6 separate regions of the Mus musculus genome follow, and regions 2, 3, 4, 5 and 6 are each linked to region 1. Evidence: chromatin contacts called from public ChIA-PET, HiChIP or PLAC-seq and promoter capture Hi-C data. All regions are on one chromosome and are shown on one strand. The core of a region is the stretch at or near the end of the contact, and the rest is flanking DNA. Distances in the headings are between cores, read along the strand shown. Region 1 holds the start of Pycard (PYD and CARD domain containing). Region 2 holds the start of E430018J23Rik (RIKEN cDNA E430018J23 gene). Region 3 overlaps Inpp5f (inositol polyphosphate-5-phosphatase F). Region 4 holds the start of Fbrs (fibrosin). Region 5 holds the start of Bag3 (BCL2-associated athanogene 3). Region 6 holds the start of Mcmbp (minichromosome maintenance complex binding protein).

Region 1 (3,964 bases), core at 80-2,579:
GAGACTGATTTGTGCATGTTTGGTATATGTTCTACCACTGGGCCACATATGGCCTTTGGAAATGTAGCTTAGCTCAGCAAAAACATCCCAGAGAGTAAACACAAATACAAATTGTTTTTTCAAAAATTGTGTATACAAAGTCAGGAGCTAGATAATGTAGCTGGAAAAGATACCTCAGCTCTGCTCCAGGTCCATCACCAAGTAGGGATGTATTTCCTTCAAGGCCTGGAGGAGGGAGTCCTTGCAGGTCAGGTTCCAGGATGGAACAAAGCTGAAGAGCTTCCTCATCTTGTCTTGGCTGGTGGTCTCTGCACGAACTGCCTGGTACTGTCCTTCAGTCAGCACACTGCCATGCAAAGCATCCAGCACTCCGTCCACTTCTGTGACCCTGGCAATGAGTGCTTGCCTGTGCTGGTCCACAAAGTGTCCTGAGGGTGGAAGTGAAAGCAGTGTTTAAAACTGCTTCAAAATTTACTAACGCAGTTTTAGGGGTTGGAGAATCAAGGAAAGCCACCCACCATGACTACATAGGCAAAGATAGGCTGTGCAAGGGTGTGGTAGGGTGGGGAGGCCTCACCTGTTCTGGCTGTACTCTGAGCAGGGACACTGGCTGCAGCTGCCACAGCTCCAGACTCTGCAAAGAAATGCCAGGTGGATCTTTATCAACAGACTTTCAGGGGTTCACTCCCACTCCACCCACGGTGCTAAGTTCAAGGCTACAAAGGGAAGATTTTTTTTTTTTTTTTTTTTTTGGCTATGGCAGGAGGAACAGTTAAGCGCCAAAGAGGCAAGCCTCTGCTGGTGTGCAGGAAGTTGAGGGTAGACGAACAAGGGGACACACTCACCTTCTTTAGTCGTTTGCAGCTGCTCAGCCAGCTCCTGTAAGCCCATGTCTCTAAGCACAGTCATTGTGAGCTCCAAGCCATACGACTCCAGATAGTAGCTGACAAGTTTGTCAGTGAGATCTATGGCGTCCATCTGCAGCAGGGCCCCGCGTGGGATGCGCCCATAGCCTTCTCGCAGTTGCACTGTCAGCAGCTTCATCTTGAACTTTTTGAGTTCATCCCCTGACAAGTTTTCAAGAGCGTCCAGGATGGCATCTCGTGCCCGCCCCATGGCTCTGGGGTGGGCAGCCGCGGTCACCTTTTACTCTTGCTGCTGCTCGCCTGCTGCAGCCTGCCTGCTGCCAGCCCGCCAAGACCAGGAAGTCAGCTGCTTAGGCCGATGGGCATGCTGGGACTCCCCCACCCTCTTTTCTTACAGCTCCTGTTCTTTCCCCAGCAAACTAGTTTTGGTTTCCGCCCCTAAGACTTTCAGACTTGGCTTTTTGGCTAGGCTGAAGAAACTAGGTGGAGGTGGGTTGGTGGAGGAAGTGGGGTGGGGACAGAGGGTGGAGCTAAGTTGTTACTCTGGCAGGTCCGGAGATGCTGAGAGACTCAATAGAGCTTACTTGCAAACCAGCTGTTGCTGAAAAGCAACCTGTTTCTGTTGAGTTTCTTGGAGCATAGAGGTTTAGAATCTTGGAAATCTAGACGCCCCAAATTTTGTTTCCCCAGATCTTAGGATCCACTCACATGCCATTGAATATTAGAATTTTAACAGCTAGAACACTAAGCCCCTTGAATTCCACAGATTTGGACAAAATGAAGTGCGAAAGAGAGTGACTATGTCTTCACCTTAGTTTCTTTCAGCTAAAAGTTTTTGTCACTCCCATCTCTCAGCCTCACATCTGCTAGAAGGTGGGGGACCTGGGCTCATGATGGGTTGGGTTGGAAGGGCTAAGGCTTCTTGAAACCTTACCAAATGCCCCAGCTATTAAATATTTTGTAGTGTGATGACAACTGGAGTGTAGAGACCTGAGTAGACAGCTAGCTACCCCCTTACTCCTGGGCTGGTTAGGATGACCTTGGAGCCTGCTCTGTACCCAGAATTCCTAACTGGCTTTAAACATGGCTGGGGGTCTACTGGTCCATCCCAGTTTTGATCTAGTCAGTCTTGTTTTATACCACACTGCCAGTTTACCCTTATCTTCAAGCTCAGTTCCTCTGGAGTTGCTTTTTCAATTCTTTGCACATGCTGTTCCCTAAACCTTGAAATTGCTTCTCTCTCAGACAAATGCTTGGCTCCTCAACCCTCAGGTTAAATGTTACTTCCTCCGAGAGTCCAGTCTTAAGAGTCCTCCATCTACCCATCTAGATCATATTGCTGCTAGTGAACAAAGCTACTTTTTTGTAGCTCTTGTGCTTTTGTGGGGGAGGGGAGGCTAGGGAGGTTGTTATAATGCCCAGCATGTGCCAAGGGCCCGCTACCTAGTCACCACTTAATGCTTTGCCTATTTATTTACTTTAGATAACCTTGTTGTGTAAGCTAGGCTAGTCTTGAACTCCTGATCCTTTTTGCTCAGCCCCCTGACTGGTTGGAATTGGAATAGCAGGTGTATTCTACCACATCTGGCTTAAGGAGCCTCCCTCCTCTATACAGGATGCCATTCTGTAGCCCTGGCTGTCCTGGAACTCGAGATCCACGTGTCTGCATCGCAAGTGCTTGGATCAAGGTGTGTGCCACTAGGACCAGCAGAGTTTTAACTCTTGACACTTTACAACTATGGATTAAGTTTGCAGGGTGACAGAGTGTCCATCCTTGTGGCATGGTATACCAGCAGCAATTGTGGTGAGATAGCCAGTGTACCTTGACTCATGGCTTATGGTTCCTCATTGATCCCTCCATAATTTTCAGATCATTATGGCCATATATGCATCTTACAGCCTACACAAAGGATGTTGTCCCTTTCCTACTCCTATGAGTCCCCAGATTCCTCAGAGTCAAATGTCATTACTAAGTAATTTTCAACTCTTCTTTAGGCTGGGATCCTCCATAAGTGTCACTTACATGCTTTTTGACAGTCCTTTTAATGGGAAAGATAGCCATGTACAAAAGGGACGATGGACTCAAGAGCACCTTGGTCTGATAACTTATCAGCTTAGCTTCTGTCTTTTTAAAAATAACTGGTCAAACCTAGGGCCTCGTGCATTTATTTGTTTCATTTCTGTTCCCAACATGACTTTCCCTGCTATTTTACCCTCTGTTTTCTCCCCATGATGTTCTTCCATGTCTCTGCCACAGTTTTTATAATATGATGTGTCTACTTTTTCTAGAGTCTGAGAACTTAAGAGCAGAAACCAGATCTGGACCATCTCTGGCCAATACCCAGCATAGGGCTTGTCACTGACTTAGCCTTGAGGGGCCTTCATAGAATGACAAAAGTCCTAATCCTAGAATCGTAGAAATATACGAGAGACAGAGGCAGGAGGTTTTGCCCCATGCACAAAACTGAGGCGAGGTGCAAGAGTCTGATTTGCAAAGAATGATACCCCAGATTCAGATAGTATGCAATAGCAAAGAGCTTTTGTTCCGCTGAGATCCAGCTTGCAGGCTCTGCCATACGACAGCATGGAAGATGGAGGCGTAGGGTAGGCTTTGCAGTTTTAAAGCCTGTTAGGGCAGGAGTGGGTGCCTTTTACCTTTCTTTCCCTTGGTTGGTTGCCTTTGTGATTCTCTAAGGCTCTGGGGGATTTGGGGCACTTTTGCTGATTAGCTATACTTGGTTCAAGCTGGGTGGTGGGGCAGCTTCTACAGCTTCTGACTGACTGCCCATGGGGTTAGAGCAGGCTCGATAATGGGGCAGCTTCCTGATTGGCTAACCATGAGGTATGGTTTGTTTTTTATTTTCCTGGAATTGACTTGTTTCAGACTTTTCCAGTTCTGGGAAACAGAAACTTAGGCCTCGTCTCCCAAACTTCCAGTTTGCAGCCTGTCATGGAGTCAGCTGGCTCTGGCTAAACTCTGTCCTCACAAGGTAACTAGCCTTATGGCAGATTTAGACTGGCTTAAATGGGGTAATTGAGATACAAGCTAGTGGGAACAAGCCAAAGCTTATGACCTAGGCATTTATTCATAATTAAGT
Region 2 (3,954 bases), core at 725-3,224, 600 kb before region 1:
ACCACTGTGGGTCCGCCTGTGGGCTGCCATGTCAGAGCTCTGTCGAAAGCAGCGTCCACAGTCAGGGCATGAATAAGGCTTTTCACCCGTGTGGGTGCGCATGTGACACTGAAGATATGCGGCCCGGGCAAAGGCTCTGCCGCAGTGAGTGCAAGTGAAGGGGGTCACACCGCTGTGTACCACCCGCTGGTGCTCACGGAGCCCAGAGCTCTGGCTGAAGCAGCGTCCACAATCAGCACAACAGTAAGGCTTCTCCCCAGTGTGGACACGGAGATGGGCAATGAGGCCAGAGCGATGCGTGAAAGCTCGGCCACAGTCAGAGCAACAATGAGGCCGTTCCCCTCTGTGTATGGCCCGGTGAGAGCTCAGGGAAGAAGGCCGGCTGAAAGATTTGTTGCAGTCAGGGCAATGGAACGGCTTTTCGCCTGTGTGAGTGTACATGTGCGCCACCAATGTGGACCGCTGGGTAAAACTCTTCCCACAGTCAGGACACTGATGCGGCCGTTCCCCTCGGTGTATGGCTCGATGCATGCTCAGGGAAGAAGCCCGGCCGAAATACTTGTCGCAGTCTGGGCACTGAAATGGCTTTTCACCTGTGTGAGTGTACAGGTGCTCCACCAGTTTGGACTGGTGGGCAAAACTCTTCCCACACACATGGCACCCATGACGCTGGTCTGCTTTTAGGATAGGGTTGTGCACCGCAACAGTGGGGTGCCCCTGCTGAGAGTTCTTGAAAAGCAGCTCCAAGTTGCAAGAAGGGGAAGCAAAGGAGGGGCGTGGCTCCATAGGCCCAGCTTCTGGAGAAAGTATCTTCTTGGTTGCCTTGGTCTCTTCCCTTGGTCTCTTCCCTTCCTTCTCGTGCCTGCAATCTGCTGGGAGACCATGACAAAGCTCAGACTCTGACTCTACTGCCCCTCGATTCCCACAGCCCCACATGGAAACAGGGCACAGGAGGGGAGAGGCCACAGCATCTGAGCATGCGTGGTGCACAGATGTCCAGATGCAGCATAAAGAAAGGTGTCTGTGTGGTCCCCATTCCCAAGTGCAGTGAGCTAAGCACTTGTCAGAGGTGGACAGCAAGAACTGAAGGAGACTCCAGAACGCAGTCACAGAGATGGCAGCAGAGGAGTGGGAACGAGGGGCTACAACCTATACAGCCTAGTGACCCTGTAGATATGAGGTGAGAGCACTGGACAGAACCCTTTTCAGATGAATCCAGGGGCCAGCCATCATGGCTTTGGCCAAGAAACAGAAAAACAGGGAAGAAACTGCCAGGCAGTAAGTGCAGTCACTAGAAGACACCACACAGGCTGGCAACACAGAAGTTTCCCCAGGCAAGTACCCAGTCCTTCACCTGAGTGGACTTCTGTCCTGCACATGGCCACCTCTGGCTCCTGGGCACCGGGTCCCCACACTTCGGACTCTTCCTCCACCCAGCAGATGAGCGCTGGTTTGTCGCCCCCGACTTCTGGAGGGAAAGATAGCAAACCCCACGAGTCAGGTCGACCCACTTGTTACGACCACCCGTACCCAGGGAACTCCGATCCACCGCATGACCCACAGTGTCAAGGGCTACGCGAACCCAGGCGGCCAGGAAGGTTCTCACCCAGAGAGGCCAGGAGACCATAGGTCTCGCGCATCACCTCTCGGTACAGGGTTCTCTGCGCCGGCCGCAGACACCTCCACTCCTCCGGGGAGAAGTACACGGCCACGTCCGCGAAGCTCACAGTCCCAGGCTTAAGGAATGCAGGCCAAGCGGAGGCCCTTTCCGGGGCCATCCGCGGCGCCATGGGGACTCCCCGCACTGTTCCGTGATCTGCCTGGCGTCCCCTGGATCGCCTGCCAGATCCTAGGTTGCCGCGGTGGGGTACCAGGGCTGAGAAAGGACATATATCAGGTCCGTGAGCACCCTAATGTAGGTGAAAATTGAAGATTCCTAGAAGCAGGTACAGATGCAAGACGTGGTGATGAACTCATAGAAATGGTAGCAGTATTTGTGCATAAACGTGTGGGGGCGGGGCGGGGCGGGGCGGGGCGGGGAGTAACAAGAACCTTGATCCCTGGGGTCCCGCCCAAGGTTACGTCACCGGATTTCCTGGGTCATTGTTTTCTAGCCCTCATCCAAAATGGCCAAAGTGTCTACAAGTGCCAATCTAAGACCAAGACTGAAGTGGACGTGCCTATGTGGGCGGGGACTCCAGGACCGCGAGTATCGTGCAGTTGAGGAATGGTACAGATTCTGTGTGTTCACACCACTCTCAAGTTAAGCTAGGTGGAAGCAGTCTGTGAATTTTGGGTTGGGGTAGAATCTGAGAAAACTCATTTCAGAGATAGAAGTTTAAAAATGAAAGCTTTATTTCTGTGCACGCGTATGTAGTGGCCAATTTGGGAGCTGAACAGCATCCCGGAACAGAGCTTATATAACGTTTTCATAGGATGAAAACACAAAGCAAGGGGGACTTGGGTGCACTGTTGCGTTAGTCAGTCTTTCACACAATGGGTTAAGCAAGGAAGTTAACTTTGGTGACTGGACCTCATCAGCGTCACTTTGTTTCAGGTTCCTTGATTTAGCTTTTGCAGCCAGGTCGCATCCTGGACTGGTCTGGAATTTAGAATGATAAGGGAACAATGGAGTGGGCAATCTGCACATTTATGACTTGTGTGCCTTAGTTTAGACAGCAAATAACAGCAACATCCCTCTTTACAGCCTTTACTGGATAACAAACATGAAACACCTAAAGTCACAGGATAGTTGTTAGTTCCAGCCTGGGATCCTGAACCCTGTCAGCAAGATGGAGGTCCAGCAATGGCTGGACTCAGGAATTAACAGGTGTTTGGTGTTTTTCTTCTGGTCAGTGTATTGTGGAGCCCCAGAAAGCCTGTGGCAGGAAGAATATTAATAAGCTAGAAAGTATAGCAGTCTCAGAGGTTGTTTCCACCAGCTTGGTCTACACATCTCAAAGTAGTTGAGAAATACTGTCCTTGACACATGTCTGAGATCATAGAGCTGGTCTTTGATCAGCCAGGACACTCGGAACATTCACGACCTAATCTTCTAAAACTCTACATCTGCCCATCTGGATTTTTTTTCCCCTTCACTTCCAGGAAGGAATTAAAGTTTCTGGGAAGATTGTGAGATTCCCATGAAATATCCAAGAGAGGAATGAGGCCCTACTCACGGTCATATACATCCAGGTTTTCAGTCTGGTTCATTGCTATTTTAATATAAAATACCTACCTATGAAAGGAATCTTGGCTGGGCAGTGGTGGCACACGCCTTTAATCCCAGCACTTGGGAGGCAGAGGCAGGCGGATTTCAGAGTTTGAGGCCAGCCTGGTCTACAGAATGAGTTCCAGGACAGCTAGGGCTACCTAGAAAGCCTGTCTCGAAAAAACAAACAAAAAAAAAAAAAAAAAAGGAAAAAAGAAAGAAAAAAAAGAAAGGAATCTTATCTGTACTCAGCATCATTCACAGCAAATGTTAATTTGCTAAATTTCTTTCTTTCTCACTGGGGAGGCGCTTCAGCCAGACTTCAGGACAAGGGGCTATCTTCCTTTGTCATGCACCCATAATTTTCCCTGCCTTTCTTCTATGTCTTGGTGCAAATACATTGGGTCAAGATCAGGTTTCTGCTCACTGTACTAAACTTAAAGATGGAGCAGGTATGACTTCCCATGGCCCAGAGTGATTTCAGATCTCCCAGCAGATTGTGCCAAGGTCCGAGTGACACAGGGAGCTTCGGCTCTGGGAGGCTGCTGACAGTGAGTGCCCAGGATGCATGCGGTGCACAGCTATGGCAGAGCTTTGGTGGGAGTGCTGCTCTGGGCTGTCAGCTGCTGTCTTCAGAATGTGAAACCCATTGTTCCAAGCCCCTCTGCCTTTTAAAGTTTCAGTCGGATGATCAGATGTTATCTGATGGGCCTGACACCAGCATCCTCAGCGGCTGTGTGTCT
Region 3 (3,613 bases), core at 1,028-3,527, 640 kb after region 1:
AAGTACACAAAGGATTCATAGGTCAATAAGAAATCTACTCTAGGGCTTCACATTTGCTAGTGTTAATCCCATTGGTCAAGAATAAGACCCGTTTACAATTTAAAGCTAGTTTTAATTAAATACTCACCAAGATTGACTCTAGTCATGTCCAGAAAATGGCCACAAGTCATGTTTTGTAGGGGCGTAACAAGGCAAAACCGATCATTCATATTTTCTATTAGTTCCAGTTAGGGACAAGCATACATCCTGATGCATTTCCTGCCCATGTACCTCCCACCCACATGTGATCAAGCACATCCCATCAGATGGGTCAAACAAACCTAGGAAAAACAGGAGCTTATTCTTAATTGTAAGCAGAACTCTCAACCTGCAGGTCTATTTTTTCTGTTTTTTAAAGATTTATTTATTTTGTTTATGTATGTGAGTACACTGTCCTACTGCTGTCTTCAGACACACCAGAAAAGATCCCATTACAGATAGTTGTGAGCCATCATGTGGTTGCTGGGCACTGAACTCAGGACCTTTGGAAGAGTAGTCAGTGCTCTTAACCACTGAGCTGTTTCTCCAGCCCCTCCTGTTTTAGTCTCACAGGGAAATTAAAGATACAAACAAGAAGGCCAAAGCAGGGGGATGGCATACACGAGGAGATCGGTGTAGAAGGAGGAAAGCAGCTACTTTTATAGTTAAATAGAAAATAGCCTATTTCTAGGTAATGGATGCCATTAAATTAAGAGATTAAAAGATCCTGGTAAATTTTAGGCCAGGTGTAGTAGGGCTGCATACTTTTAATTTAATCTCAGTATTTGGAAAGCAGAGGCAGGTGGATCTCTCTGAGTTCAAAGTAGCCTAGGTATATAGTGAGCTCCAGGACAGCAAGGACTACCTAGAGAGAGATCCTGTGTGTGTGTTTTTAAGTTTACCTGCATATATATGTAAATATATGTACATATATATATATATATATTATACCTATATGCAGGAAAATTATATATAAGTAAACTTTAAAGTAAACTTTTAAATATGCTTTTGGCAGAAATCAATGTGACATAACATTTAATAGAAGTAATTTGGTAATGCTTGAGAGCCTTATTTTTTTTTAATGTTGTGACTACTACTTTCATTTCTAGGAATCTATCTTAATGCTATTAAGGATGGAGACAAATAAAATATTTGCATAAAATTCATCATTTATCACAGTATTTTTATAATAGAAAAAATCTTAATTAAAGATTTATGTGAAAAAGTACTTCCTTAAATGGAAAATTATGCCAGGATGTTCTATTTCTTTAAAAAAGATTTTTTATAAGATCTATTTATATTTTATGTGTTAAGTCTTTTGCTTGCATGTATGTTAGTAAGTGTACTCCATGTGCAGTGCCGTGGAGGTCAGAAGAGGGTGTCAGATGCCCTGGAACTGGAGTTCCAGTCATCTTGAGGGTTCTGGGAACTGATCATCCTTTGTAAGAGTCACAAGTGCTCCTAACCGTCGCACCATCGACCTGCACTCAGGTCCTGGCTGTTCTTCACTGGTAGGTTCTGAACAGACCAGGAGATCAGAAAACAGAGAAGATGGGAAAGTTGAGGCCCAGGAGGTCTCATATAAACTTTGTCTTATCTCAGCAAGTTTATTTTATCATACATACATCATATATACGGTTTGCAGGGAAAGGAGACAGAAGAAACTTTCATATGATGGTTGAAGTCAGCTGGATGCTAACCAAGCAATGCTTCACAAAGGGAACACAGGACACTTCATGTGTGTCACAGAACAAGTACGCATGCAGCATCCTTGGCTCTGATAACCATAACGCTTTAGGTCAGTGGTTCTCAACCTGGGGGTCACCACCACTTTGGGATTGACTAATGACCCTTTCATAAGGGTCCCCTTAGAACATCAGAAAACAAATATTTACATTACAGTTCATAATAGTAGCAAGATTACAGTGATGAAGTAGCAATAAAAATAATTTTATGGTTGAGGTCACTACAACATGAACTGTATGAAAGGGTCCCAGTGTTAAGAGGGTTAAGAACCACTTTAGGGGGAAGAGTTGGGTTCTCAGGATCCAAAACTGAAGTTTCCCCAAGACCCAGTCCCCAGGCCTTTTCTATATATCAGGGCTTGAAGAGAGTATAGCAGATCAGCCTGGTTCTCACCACAGCATCTCTCTAGCCCTTGAAAAAGACTTTTAAGAGGAGGTAGTTCTGTGTGGCACTGCAGTTACTATGCAGGCAGAGACCTGAAACGAGACAGACTAGTCTTACCTCAGTGGCCAGTTTCCCCCTCCGTCTCATACTGATACTTTGTAATCACATGCGGCATTTAAAACTTCCTGTTTCAGTGGCTCACTGCGCTGTTTGGGGGGGGGGGGGGAAGGTGAGGTGTTGCAGCAGGTTGCTGGGGTGTACAACCCCAGTCAGATAGGCAGGCCTCTTTGGTTTTGTTTATTTTGAGAAACAGTCTTGCCATTAGAGTAGGGTGGCCTGAAACTCAAGATCCTCTTGCCTTAGCCTGGACAACATCAGAGATTATAGCATGCACTGCTATTCCTAACTCTATTTATTTGTTTTTTAAATTTTTGAGACAGGATCTCAAAATTGTGTAGGCCTGGCTGGCTTGGAATTCACTATGTAGGTCAGGCTGGCCTTGAACTCACAGAGATCTGCCTGCCTCTATGCCCCAAGTGTTGAGATTAAAGATTTGTGCCACTATACCTGTTTTTAATTTAAGTTTTTTGACATTTTCAACTTACGCTTTTGAGGCAGAGTCTTATTATATTTCTTTTGATTGAGGCTCTGACTCCTGTCTTGTGGGCAGTTTGACTGTTATTTTCCTTTTTTTTCCCTCTTATTTTCTTTTTTGGTTTTTCGAGACAGGGTTTCTCTGTATAGCCCTGGCCGTCCTGGAACTTTTTAGTTTTTAAGTAAATTTATTTATTCATTCAACTTTACCTACCAATATTAGCCTCCCTTTCCTCCCAGGACCACCTTCCCGCAGCTCCTCCCCCATTCCTCCCTCCCCTTCATCTTTGCAAAGGGGGAGCCCCCCTCTAGTATCTCACCCCCCCCCCCCCCACACACACACAGCAGATCAAGGAGAATGGGATCCACAGGCAGGCAGGCAGGCAGGCAGGCAGGCAACAGATTCAGGGAGAGATTCCTGTTGTTGGAGAGCCCACATGAAGACCAAGCTGCTCATTGACTACACATATACAGGGGGCCGAGGTCCAACCCATGCTTGCTCTTTGGTTGGTGGTTTGGTCTCTGGGAGCCTCCAAGGGTCCATGTTAGTTGACTCTGTTGGCCCTCCTGTGGAGTCCCTGGCTTCTTTGGGTCCCTCAAGCAACTCTGTTATTTTTCTAAGCATTATTTCTTCACTTGTAAACTGGGTCACCTAATGCCAACCTCATAATGTTGTCAAGATTGGAAATGAGGGTTGGCAAGATGGCTCACTAGGTAAGGGCACTTGCCTCAAAAGCCTGGCAACCTGGGTTTGATCCCCGGAACCCACCTGGAGGAAGGAGAGAACTGACTCCACGAGTTATCCTCTGACCTCCACATGTGCACCTTGGCACATTTGTGTCCCTACTTTGACACATACAAAGCAAGAAAT
Region 4 (3,590 bases), core at 1,080-3,579, 510 kb before region 1:
AGACAGATAAGGAACACCCTTGTCACCTCTAGGAGCTCCAACTATTTGTCCATCCGTCCTTTAGGTAGGGGAGAAATCTCTGAATCAATTGTATTTTTTTTCTCTATATTTCTATAAAGTTTTCAATATATGTTTCTGACTCCTTTGTGCCTCCAGCAGAGTTTGAAATCAATTAATTAAATGAGCTGATGTTTTTATGTTGGTCACCAAAGGACTAGAAAACAGGAGATAGTAGCAGAGAAAAAAAGGGTTGCAAAAAAAAAAGAAAAAATGCAGTGGTCACTGGAAATTGCCCACCCCACTCTCATCCACTGGCAGGGCTGGGGGATCAAACCTAGAATCTTGTATATACTACCTCTGAGCTCCATCCCCAGTCCAGAGATGACACTTGAGAGCTGCTTTATGTGGTGCTATGTATACCATGGATACACAACTCTTACATCATAGAATGAAAAGGCCTTGGAACAGGTTAAGGCCTTGAAGATGTTATTTACTCCTCCCAAATGCTGCCATCGCCAACTTAGGACAATCTATCATAGAGAGTCGACCGGCACAAAGTCTGTTAGGGAATTTATCACTATTTTATATCGACAAGAAAACAAGGGTTGTCAAGGAAATGTCCACATTAAAAGAACAGCCAGGGCCAGTGAGATGGCTCCACTGAAAAAGCGCTTGGTACATACATAAGCTTAGTAACCAGAGTTTGATCCCCAAAACCCATGAACATGTTGAAGACTCTACAAAGTTGTCCTCTCGTCTCAACATACATCTAATGGCACTCGCACCCTCACATACATCATGCCCACACACTAATGATACATTAAACAATCAGATCAGAGTGGTACAACCTAAGTGCTGCAGTTGGTGGCACAGTGGCCAGGACCTTCACTCTGGAGCTAGAATCCTGGCAGTTTGTATACAGATACCTTTGGTAAAATGGATCGGAGAGCAAATATTTACCTCGGAACTCATTACCAAGTGAATTAATGTGAGAGAGTACTTCGCACTGGAGTGCAAAGTGTTTATTATTGTTGAGCACAGGAAGGGACGGCCACTGGGAGCTTGGTCTCCGCCCCACCTCTGACTCTCGCGGATCGTGCTTGGGTTTTCTGAGACGCCACGGTAGACAGATCCGCCCAAAGACGGGCAGAAGGCATTAGCGCCATGCGCTTGCGCGAAATACCAACAGGCAAAAAGGCAGCCACTACACACCAGAAAAGCGCACCTAGGACAGCCTAACGCCTACCAGTGGCCTGCTGCCTACCACTCCAGGCACCACCTCCCAGTGCCTCGCACTGTCTCTCAGTAGATGGCCAATAAACAGAGAGCAGGAAGAGGCGGGTGGCCTAAGGAACTGCTCCAAACACCTACTTCGGACCAGTCCAGTCACAAGACCTGGGGAGGGCGGGGCTAACCTGACAACCCAATCCCACATTTGAAGGCTGTTACGTCCGGCACTCCGGCGACTTTGACTCCGCCCTTTGCATTGACGTTTACTTGCCAACCTATAAACGACTGAGCCTCGGAGGGAGGGGGAAGGAGGCGGAGAGAGGAAGGAGGCGTTGGCTGAGGAGGAAGAGGGAGGAGGGGCAGGGAAGTTCTGGTGGAGAAGAGCCGTAGACGCCGAAGAAGACAACAGGAGGATACGGCGGAGTTCCTCACTGTCCAGTGGCCTTTCCGGATCCTTCTAGCTACAAGCCGGTTAGGAACGGAGGAAAGGAGGAAGAGTCTTTTATGTCGGAGGACAGAGAGAGAAGCTCTATCCGTCACCGTTGCCTCACATCCGGGACTTTGGACGGCAGGCTCCGCCCCCTTGCACCTTTCAAGGCTACGGGAGGCGGAGACCTCGTTAAATCTCCTTAAAGGGGTGGGTACCGAACTCGGCCGACTCCAACGCCAGTCTTAAAGGGGACAGCAGAAGCTGACAAACAACTCCTGCTGGAAGAATTGGGGCAAGTGGAGTTTTCCTACCTCCTGCCCCACGCAAGAAGTTCATTAAATTCATCTTAAAGGGGAAGTGACAGCCTGTGAAGGGCTAGAAACTTAGCTACGCTCTCTAAAAAGGGACGACTCGCTGTTTGAAGGCCTCTGGACTCTTTAAAGGGGTGGCCTCTTTCAGCCGGAGGACTTGAGACACTTTTAAAGGGGAAGTCGTGCTTTCCGCCCCTTTTAAAGGGGTGGTCCTTCCTCTTCCTCTGGGAGACTTGCCTCGACCCCTGGCACGGGGCCGCCACCGCACTAGACCAGCCGGACACGGTGGAGTCGTCTTAAAGGGGCCGGGGGCTGGACAATTTGAGGCCTCGCCTTAAAGGGACGGCCGCCCAGTTTTAGTCGTCGCGGCCCCGCCAGCCCTACAGGGGGGGCCTTCAGGCTTGTCGCCCCGGGGGCGGCGCCGGCTCTCTGGGCCTTGGCCTTGGGGCAAGCCAGAGGCCAGCGGATCCTGTTTTAAAGAGGAAGCCGGAGCTCTCCCGTCCCTGTGCAAGCGCCAGCGCCGCGCTCGCGACCCGGGGCCTGTGGACAGGCCGCTTCGGGCCCCGCCGCCTCCGGATGCGGCGCTGAGGGCCGTCACCATGGAGACGGCCGCGGCCCCAGGCCCGGGCTGGGCAGCTGAAGGGGAGCGGCGACGGAGACGCTGCTCGCGGCGAGACCGTGATCGGGAGCAGCGGCGCCGCCGAGGTCCAGGCGGTGACGCGCCCCGGGCCTTGTTGGCCGCCCCGCGAGGCTCTTCATCCTCCTCGTCACCGCCGCCGCCCGCCCGTCCCTGGTCGTCAGCTTCATCTGGAGAGCGGCCTGGGGGCCTACGACGGCGGCGGCCCCGACCCAGGCCTCGACCCCCGAGACCGCGAGCTCGGAAGCGGCCTGCCGGTTCGGGCAGCCGCGGAGAGGAAGAGGACGAGGAGGAAGAGGGGGGCGCAGACGACGGAGAAGCCGAGGAGGAGCCTGAGGAGGAGGAAGAGGAGGAAGACCTGATCGATGGTTTTGCCATCGCTAGCTTTGCCAGCCTTGAGGCCTTGCAGGTGTGCCCTAATGGGATTTGGGGGTCTTTGGGAGGTGGGTCAGAAGGGCAGAGAGAAGGGTATAGCCCTTACAGAGGATGGGGTTGAGGGGGCAGTGGTGACACCCCAAACCAGAGCAACCGGCTCCTCTTGCCGGGTTTCTGCCCCACCCTGGGGTGGGAGGAGGTAGAGCTAGTGTCTGGGGACTACCTAGGTTCCCCTGCTTGAGAGGCACTTGAGTAACTTGGTCACCCTTAGAGAGTTAAGGAGCTTTTCTTTCTCCAACCACATTTCCACCACCTCTTCTACAGAAGGATGCATCTCTTCAGCCCCCAGAACGACTGGAACATCGGCTGAAGCATTCTGGGAAACGGAAGAGGGGGGGCTCCAGTGGGGCCACTGGGGAACCAGGGGACAGCTCAGACCGTGAGCCTGGCCGACCCTCTGGGGATAGGCCCCGTAAATGGCCCAATAAGCGAAGAAGGAAAGAGGTGAGCATGTCCCAGATTCCAGTCCTTCCAATTTGTTCAGTCGGAATATATCATTCCTGTAGACTGACTTCCCACGAGCATCACAACTGCCGATCCCAGCAGT
Region 5 (3,693 bases), core at 728-3,227, 530 kb after region 1:
GGTCAGAGGACTAATGGGGGGGCAGCAGGATGTGTGTATGTGTGTGTGTGTGTGTGTGTGTGTGTGTGTGAAGGAGTGTATGCTAAAGGGAATGCTGGGAAAAGCCAAGCTGCCCAGGAGATGATGGTTGGAGTGGATAGAAGGGTTTCCATCCTGGTGGTGGAAGCAGTGTGTGCAAGATACAGTTCAGCAGGGTCAGCTGAAGTATGGACCAGGGAAAATGAGGAATACACCTTTGTGCACCAGACCAAGGAGAGTGGACTTGGTGGGTGCTTGAAAAGGCCTCTCTGGCTGCTATATGGGCAAGAGGTTTAGAGGCAAGCCCAAAGGCTGAAGAACCCATTAGGGTGCTGTGAAGGATCCAGGTGAAAGCGTAAGATGGCTGGGACGGAAGAAAGAGAAGAGTCACAGAGTCAAGAAATACTTAGCAAGATAGGAATGGATGGTAGGAACGAAGGGGCAATTTGAGGACAAAGTGGGGGTGCGGGAGAGATGACTTAAGAGCATTTGCTACTCTTATAGAGGACCAGGTTCAGTTCCCACAAGGAAGCTATAAACATCTATAACTACAGTTTCAGGGCATGCAATACCCTCTTTGGACCTCGGAAGGCATTGCACAAGCCGGCTCATACATATAAAATAAATCTTTATTTATTTTTTTTAAATATTTTTTAAATAGGGCATTGCTAGGCGTAGTAGATGGTAGTGTGCACCTTTAATCTCAATACTTGGGAGGCAGAACTATATAGATAGACCATATCTTTAAAAAAATATCCACAGCCAAGCAGTGGTGACACATGCCCTTGATCCCAGCACTTGGGAGGCAGAGAGATGGATCTCTGTGAGTTCAAGGTCAGCCTGGTCTACATAATTAGCTAGTTCTAGGACAGCCAAAACTACACAAAGATACCTTGTATTGAAAAACAAGCGAAAAAATTCACTTTGTATTCAGTCTTCAATAAACATCAATCTTTATTCCTTTATTGAAGATGGACTCTGGATTTAGCCACGTGCTGGGTGGGTTCAGGTATAAAGAAGCAAAAGACAGACACTGACCAGTGAGTGAATCTAAGTGTCTAGACCTTTCAATGTGACTATCAAATGATAATAAGTCAATATTCCCACATTTGGGCTTATACAGGTGTGTTTGGTGGCACCAGGCAGTACCTGAAGGCTAACTATGTTAATACTTATACTGAGGCTTTGAGACTTCAAAGTCAGTAAGAAGGTCTTTGGAAGTAAAAAAAATCAGCTTGTTGGAAATGTCTGGCAGAGTCCTCTAGTATTTGCCACAGAGTAAAAATCGGAGGGGAAGAGGCCAGAGATGTATCTTTGAAGGTCCCAGGACATTCTCTGAATCTGAGTCAGGAAATTGGCCTCAGTATTGGTTCCAGGTGTTTCTGAAGTCTAGTCACTGTGCGAAAGTGCCTATATAGAAGGCCAAGAGCACAAAGTTGTCACTTTAGTCCTTGCTTCTTCAGTTTTCCAAAGCAGGCAGGTGAGTTTCCACAGCTCTTTCTTTTTGTTGTGACCTCAGATCAGCATTCCAGAATTTCTCAGAAGTCATAAGGCCCTTGAGAAAAAGTTACTAAAAACGTCACTGCAGGACGCCAGCGTCACTGAGTGTGAAGAGAGAGAAAGAACTAGACTTTCCGAGTTTAAAGATGATTTAGTCCTTACACAAAGGTGGGGCCCCAGGTGTCGGCCCTTGGACTGCTAACCCCGGGACACCCCCACGCGGCACGAAAGAGTGGTGGGGAGTCCGGAGACAGAAACCAGCCAGAGAGCACAAGGACACCGGTGCGTGTCAACCTGGCGCGAGGCGCACAGGCCCCAGGACACACACAGGACAGGGATAGGGAGGGACAGCCTGGGTAGTCTAGGAGAAGGAGGGGCGGGTGACAAATCCCCGCCTCCGATCCCTCCCAAGGTCCCGCCCCGCCGCGATTATAGCCTATGACTCAGGGCGGAGCTCCGCATCCAACCCACGGCGGCCGCCAAGTTCTCTGGATGGGACCAGAAGTTTCTAGCCGGCCAGTTGCTGCCTTCTCTTTATCTCCTCCTTCCCCTTTGGCAGCTAGGAGGCTATTTCCAGACACTTCCACCCCTCTTCGGCCACGTCACCCAGTCCTTTAATTCATAAAGGTGCCCGGCGCCGGCTTCCCGGACACATCGGCTACACAGAGGTGCCCGCACTCCACGACCTCGTGACCCGCGCCCTAGCTCTGCGCCCCGGGCGGACCCTAACCCAGCATGAGCGCCGCCACCCAATCGCCCATGATGCAGATGGCGTCCGGCAACGGAGCCAGCGACCGAGACCCCCTGCCCCCGGGCTGGGAGATCAAAATCGACCCGCAGACCGGCTGGCCCTTCTTCGTGGACCACAACAGCCGCACCACGACGTGGAACGACCCGCGTGTGCCCCCCGAGGGCCCTAAGGTGAGTGGAGCTTGCCGTCCCACCTCGACGGCGAAGGGGCCTGGTCGAGCCAGGGCTATGCGAGTCACCCCACCCCGCGCCCTGCTGCGCAAGGAGAGTCCTTAACCATATCCGCCTCGAACGGGCGTCGGGCCGCAGAGAGCCGCAGGCAGGGTGGCCTTGGACGGTAGCCAGCGGGGTGCGACCCGCGTGGTGACATCGGGTGGTTTTCCACAGCCTCTTGCGAAGGGCGAAGGGCAGTGGTGGCCTGAGCTGCGGTGCGCCGCGTCCCAGGGAAGGGCGACCGGCCTGATGAGCGGCTGAGGCCCAGGCCAGGCCCGGCCGCCGCCTCTCTGTCCCGCGCGTCCCGTGCTGAGACCCTGGGCTCCCTCCGGTGCTGATGGCGCACGGCCAGGATTGAAAGGCTGCTGAGTGGAGTCTCCTGTGGGGATTTCACTTTCAAATTCAGAACTTAGTTGAGGCTTATCTTGAGTTTACTGGATCTTAGGCATAGAGTGACTCAGGAGGCTCGAGTAAATAAGTTATTTTCCCCCATTAAACTTATTATTACTGGTCGAAACTGCTTTCAGTTAGAGAAAATTCTGATACTACCACTATTTTTTTTTAAGATACTCTTTCTGACAGTTCCAAAACTAAAGATCAGACATTGTATCACCATACTTAGCCACTGCCTTAAGACTCACACTGGAGTGAAAGAATGTATTTTTAATGGCGTGATTCCTTGTTGTCCTTTTCAAATACTGGAGTTTTGTTACCAGAAACAGCTGAGGAGTCTGGTGAACACTAGGTGTATGCTTCATTTGCATAGATATTCAGGTTTGTGTACTTCAATCTAAAAAGCAAGAAAAATTGAAAATACAAATTTGGAATGAAGCCCAGCCTGGTTCAGGCCTGTCATCCCAGCACCCAGGAAGCTGTGGCGAGAGGATCTTGAGTTCAAGTCTAGCCAGGGCTATATAATCGGAGTCTATCTCAAAAGTTATTAAGTAATTAAGTTGGAATGAAACTAGCCTGTGTTGCAAAATAAGACCTTGTCTTTTTTTATAAAAAAAAAGAAAAAAAAGATTGAGCTGGGCAGTTGTGGCACACCTCTTTAATCCCAGCACTTGAGAGGCAGAAGCAGGCAGATTTCTGAGTTCAAGGCCAGTCTGGTCTACAGAGTTCCAGGACAGCCAGGGCTACACAGAGAAACCCGATCTCGAAAAACCAATAAAATAAAATAAAAATAAATAAAAATTCGATTGAATTTTGAGT
Region 6 (3,792 bases), core at 885-3,384, 750 kb after region 1:
AGATGAAGATTTCTGGACAGGGTCAAGAGATAATTAATATCTAAAGCTGATACAGAGACTGGGTATGGAGGCACGTGCCAGAAGACCAGCTTCAGTGGTGGACTATTTGCCTGCTTGTACTGGGTTCAACCCCCAGTACGGAAATCAAAAATCAAACACAGACCAAAGAGTCTCCAGCTTTAAGGTACCCAATGTAATCACTGCGACAGGAAAACACAGCAGAAATACAGCAGAGCAGGTTATACACTTCTCTCCCAAAGAGTCATTCAGAGGGCAGCAGTGACCTTTCCAAAACATTCCAAAATATTTATAAAATATTGATAATCAAATGCAATTTTCCCCGAACTCCCTACAGCAGGACCGTGGTAGTGGGATATTTCTCATAAATGGAGATTCTGGCTGGGTAAGGTGGCACACGCAACACTCCAAAGGATGAGGCAGGAGGATTTCCATGAGCGCCAAGCCAGCCAGCTAGGGCTAGGGACCTGCCTCAAACTAAAGGGTAAGGAATTCTGGTATCGGTCATTGGAACTTAACCCTTTAAGTCCCAAACCTTTAACTACGGAGAGATTTTTTTTCCCCTAAAAATTTATCTACACATTTGCACTTTCACCCAGTACAGAACTGAACCCTGGCTTGACATTTGGGAATCATTGTTAGTCTCGACATGCCAGTTGTTGGGTCCAATATTTTGAACTTCAATTACTAGCACTTAGCGAAGGGCTCTGCCTTCCAAATGACAGAATCACAGGTAGCAGCTTACACACACCCTTTGATAACCACCCTAGATGGCTAGGTTTGAATCTGCCTCTTTCCACCTGCACTGTACTCAGACCATTCATCAGGCCAGGCACACATTCTACTACTGAGCTATAATACCCCAAGCCCGTGGTTTACTCTTTCGCGGGCTTGCACACCCCTGCCCCTGTTGAAGACACTGTGTGTTCACTGGCTATATAATCGTCATGTCTACCCAGCCCTTCTATCTGCCGGCTTTAGTTTCACCCTGGGAAACTACCTGATTAGTTAGAATTCTAGGTAAAATGAATCCGATCCGGTGGGAGCGTTACTACAGAAAACACATTCCACGGAGACCGGTGGCACAGGCCAGTCATTAAACGCACCGAAATCTGGGATGCGCGTGGGAATCGGAGGTCTGGTTAACCAAAAAAAGCAACGATGACAATTACACCTAGAATTTACTCAGCTTGCCTACAGCACTCTCGGCTCCCGTTCTGTGGCAACTCATCTAAGTAGTTGAGTATTTCTAGCTAGCCCTGGTACGGGAACAGGTAACAGAGCAGACGGGTTCTAATGTCAACAGGGCAGGAAGAATAATTTAAAAAAAAAAAAAAAAAAAAAAGAAGAAGCATTCTCCCGGATGTCAAGGGAAACAGAGAGAACTTCTGAGCGAAGGCTCGAGCACTCCCTTACACACCCCGGAAGTTTTGAAATATCCCGCAGGCTCCCACAGGCAGTGGCTTCTCTCCGCGGCCGCTCTAAGGGCCCTCCGTGGGCAAGGGGACCTCTCCGTGTCTGCAGCACCCGGGCTACGTAGGCCACCGGCCCGGAGCCAGGCCGTCAATCACAGCTAGCGCTCGGAGCCGCGGCCCCGCCGCCAGCGAGCCGCGGCCGGGCAGCGGGCAGGTGACGGGAGGCGGCGGCGGCGCCAGCGCCGGCGGCCGGAGACGGCTGCTTCTGCTCGGCTTCCAGGCCCGGGGCCACGCGAGCCCTCGGCAGTGATTCCCCCGGCCCGTCGTCCGGAGTGCGGCCGCGCGGCGGGCCTGGTCCCGCAAACTCCGCTCCCCTCCCGGCCCTGCTCGCCACGCGCCACTCACCGAAGAAGCCTTGCACGATCCCGAGCGGGTGGCTCAGCCAATCTTCTCCACAGGGCATGGCGCTGAGGGCCGGGGCCAGCGCGGCCCGTGCGGCGGGCGCTCCTCTGCGGGCCGAGCGCGCTCGGAGCCCGGCTTCTCGGGGGCTCGGCCGCTCCTCGTCCGCGCCCTCCCACGCGCGGGGGCGTCGCGAGCCACGGGCCTCCGCGCGTCTCAAGGAGAGGTGGCTGCGGTGACGGGCACGAGCGCCTCGGAGCTGCTGGCCAGCGGCCGGAGGGGTGGGGGGGAGACCGTCCTAGCCTCCACTTCTCACAATGGCGGGAAATCGCGGCCACCGACCGCGCTGCCAGCGACCTGGGTGGAGCTCGAGGAGGAGGGGCGGCGGGAGCGTGCTGCGCACTCCCGGAGGGGAGGGAGTGGGCGGGGCGGACGGCCATTTTGGAGACGGAGACAGGTCGGGCAATCCCGGGGCCGCCATCTTGGAGATGGGCAGAGGAGCGCGTCTGTGCTTGGTATAGTGGTCCCTGTGTGCGCGCCTGGTGGCAAACTCCATCAGGGTGCTTCATTGGCTCAAAGTTTGAGTCCTTGCACCTGGACCAAAAAGACGCACGTTCTGCCAACTTCAAGAGTCATCTCTAAGCAAAATTAAAGGTTGAAATTCTATTTGGTGTCTGATCATCTGATCCCCTTGTGCCTCTTGTTTCTGGTGGTAGAACTCTTCTAAGGTGCCCTGCCCAAAGTCCTGTATAAGATTTGCCCCCAGCTCAGTGAGTTCTTCCTGAACGATTTAATCAAGGAGGTTGTGTAGCCTTTGTGGGCATCTCAATATGGCCAAGGAACTGGCAAGTGCTCAGAACTCTCTCCTAGCCCAGCCTTTAGCTTCTAACCTCAAAACACCCAAATGATCTCTGCTTCCAACCTGGCAACTAGGGAGCTATGACAAGATTCCTATACAGCATACAGATCAGAACACTCTTACAGGGCAGACCCTGAAGGGCCTAGAGAATTTAGGAACTGTCAAGTTTTCATAGAGAAGACATTTTCCCTAGAAATGGGATATACCTCAGAAAACCCTGATTTCATCATCTATACCTACTCGGCTGTAAAAAGGTAGTGGTGATCTGAATGTAATCTAGAAAGTATATAGCTGAAGAATAAGAACTTCTTGGTGGCAGAACACTTGCCTGTCATGCAAGCCCTAGCAAGGGATCAAACAGAGAGAGATGGCGACAGATGAACAGAGACAGCTATGACCAAACCCAGAAACCTCTGTAGTTCAGAAGGAAAAGGGAACCAAACCTGCCCTTCTGCCTTTGTTGGTCCCCTGGAGGGAACGTATCCTTAAATCATAGCACTTGGGATATAGTCAAGGAAGGTCAGGAGTTCATAGCCAGCCTTGGCTACACACTGAATTTGAGGCCAGCCTGAGCTACCTATATATGACCCCGTCTCAAAAACAAATAGATAAAAATTAAGAGCTCCACAGTGGTGGCCCATGCCTTTAATCCTATCACTCAGGAGGCAGAAGCAGGAAGATCTCTGAGTTTGATGCCAGTCTGGTCTACACAGCGTGTTCTAGGACAGCCAGGGATACACAGGTTTTCAAGAAACCCTGTCTTGAAAGAAAAATTAAGTTTGTGATCACCCACAAAGAACAATAACTTTGTAGAGAAATGACAGAAGAAAGTAGTTCTTAGTTCCCAAAGGCAACAAGCTGCAGGAAGTCAAAATAGGAGAGATTCATGGTAGACACAGTATATAAGATCTTTCTGCTTCTGGGTTGATAAGGATCGAAAGCTCAGCCAGGCGGTGGTGGCACACAACTTTAATTCCAGCACTTGGGAGGCAGAGGTAGGCAGATTTCTGAGTTCGAGGCCAGCCTGGTCTACAGAGTGAGTTCCAGGACAGCCAGGGATACACAGAGAAACCCTGTCTCAAAAACAAACAAACAAACAAA

What was found. ChIA-PET counts read pairs in DNA pulled down with a chosen protein or histone mark. HiChIP or PLAC-seq counts read pairs in DNA pulled down with a chosen protein or histone mark. Capture Hi-C pulls out chosen DNA fragments and counts their contacts.
Region 2: an H3K27ac HiChIP or PLAC-seq map of microglia shows a contact between it and region 1, with 8 times the contacts expected there. The contact joins the promoter of E430018J23Rik here to the promoter of Pycard in region 1. A contact is called at or near these places in 1 of 115 datasets of contacts at active chromatin or transcription factors (microglia) and 1 of 9 other capture datasets (liver).
Region 3: a contact with region 1 is called in an H3K27ac HiChIP or PLAC-seq map of thymic regulatory T cells, with 4 times the contacts expected there. The contact joins the enhancer-like site here to the promoter of Pycard in region 1. A contact is called at or near these places in 2 of 39 promoter capture datasets (the C10 cell line and embryonic stem cells), 1 of 484 Hi-C or Micro-C datasets (B cells), 3 of 115 datasets of contacts at active chromatin or transcription factors (memory CD8 T cells, pro-B cells and thymic regulatory T cells) and 2 of 9 other capture datasets (adipose tissue and macrophages).
Region 4: a contact with region 1 is called in an RNA polymerase II ChIA-PET map of effector CD8 T cells, with 6 read pairs. The contact joins the promoter of Fbrs here to the promoter of Pycard in region 1. A contact is called at or near these places in 2 of 115 datasets of contacts at active chromatin or transcription factors (effector CD8 T cells and thymic regulatory T cells) and 1 of 9 other capture datasets (pancreatic islet).
Region 5: a contact with region 1 is called in a promoter capture Hi-C map of pancreatic islet. The contact joins the promoter of Bag3 here to the promoter of Pycard in region 1. A contact is called at or near these places in 1 of 39 promoter capture datasets (hematopoietic stem and progenitor cells), 1 of 484 Hi-C or Micro-C datasets (embryonic stem cells), 2 of 115 datasets of contacts at active chromatin or transcription factors (effector CD8 T cells and kidney) and 1 of 9 other capture datasets (pancreatic islet).
Region 6: a contact with region 1 is called in an H3K4me3 HiChIP or PLAC-seq map of embryonic forebrain, with 2.5 times the contacts expected there. The contact joins the promoter of Mcmbp here to the promoter of Pycard in region 1. A contact is called at or near these places in 4 of 39 promoter capture datasets (cranial neural crest, embryonic stem cells, hippocampal neurons and 1 more) and 4 of 115 datasets of contacts at active chromatin or transcription factors (astrocytes, bone marrow-derived macrophages, embryonic forebrain and 1 more).

The regions. Positions count from the first base shown.
Region 1 is chr7:127,992,538-127,996,501 of GRCm38.p6, forward strand. Pycard (PYD and CARD domain containing) reads right to left here and starts at 1,330. Exons shown (of 3, transcript NM_023258.4): 1 at 846-1,330; 2 at 578-634; 3 at 1-428. The coding sequence starts at 1,116. The coding sequence ends at 175.
Region 2 is chr7:127,391,647-127,395,600 of GRCm38.p6, forward strand. It overlaps E430018J23Rik (RIKEN cDNA E430018J23 gene), which reads right to left and starts at 1,975. Exons shown (of 3, transcript NM_198011.2): 1 at 1,607-1,975; 2 at 1,355-1,468; 3 at 1-869. The coding sequence starts at 1,790. It also overlaps a transcript of Zfp764 not described here.
Region 3 is chr7:128,631,049-128,634,661 of GRCm38.p6, forward strand. The region is part of intron 1 of Inpp5f (inositol polyphosphate-5-phosphatase F); the gene reads left to right. Among named protein-coding and RNA genes, the nearest start is that of Inpp5f, 21 kb to the left of the region's middle. Within about 2 kb of position 2,278, at least 53 of the 459 cell types and tissues checked have an H3K27ac peak or open chromatin away from gene starts, as enhancers often do. A contact at or near this core is called in B cells, memory CD8 T cells and thymic regulatory T cells, where this site is marked.
Region 4 is chr7:127,476,629-127,480,218 of GRCm38.p6, forward strand. It overlaps Fbrs (fibrosin), which reads left to right and starts at 2,330. Exons shown (of 18, transcript NM_010183.2): 1 at 2,330-3,017; 2 at 3,308-3,487. The coding sequence starts at 2,571. It overlaps Prr14 (proline rich 14), which reads left to right. Exons shown (of 11, transcript NM_145589.2): 11 at 1-130. The coding sequence ends at 32.
Region 5 is chr7:128,521,606-128,525,298 of GRCm38.p6, forward strand. It overlaps Bag3 (BCL2-associated athanogene 3), which reads left to right and starts at 1,978. Exons shown (of 4, transcript NM_013863.5): 1 at 1,978-2,439. The coding sequence starts at 2,254.
Region 6 is chr7:128,738,295-128,742,086 of GRCm38.p6, forward strand. It overlaps Mcmbp (minichromosome maintenance complex binding protein), which reads right to left and starts at 2,135. Exons shown (of 16, transcript NM_145955.3): 1 at 1,839-2,135. The coding sequence starts at 1,896.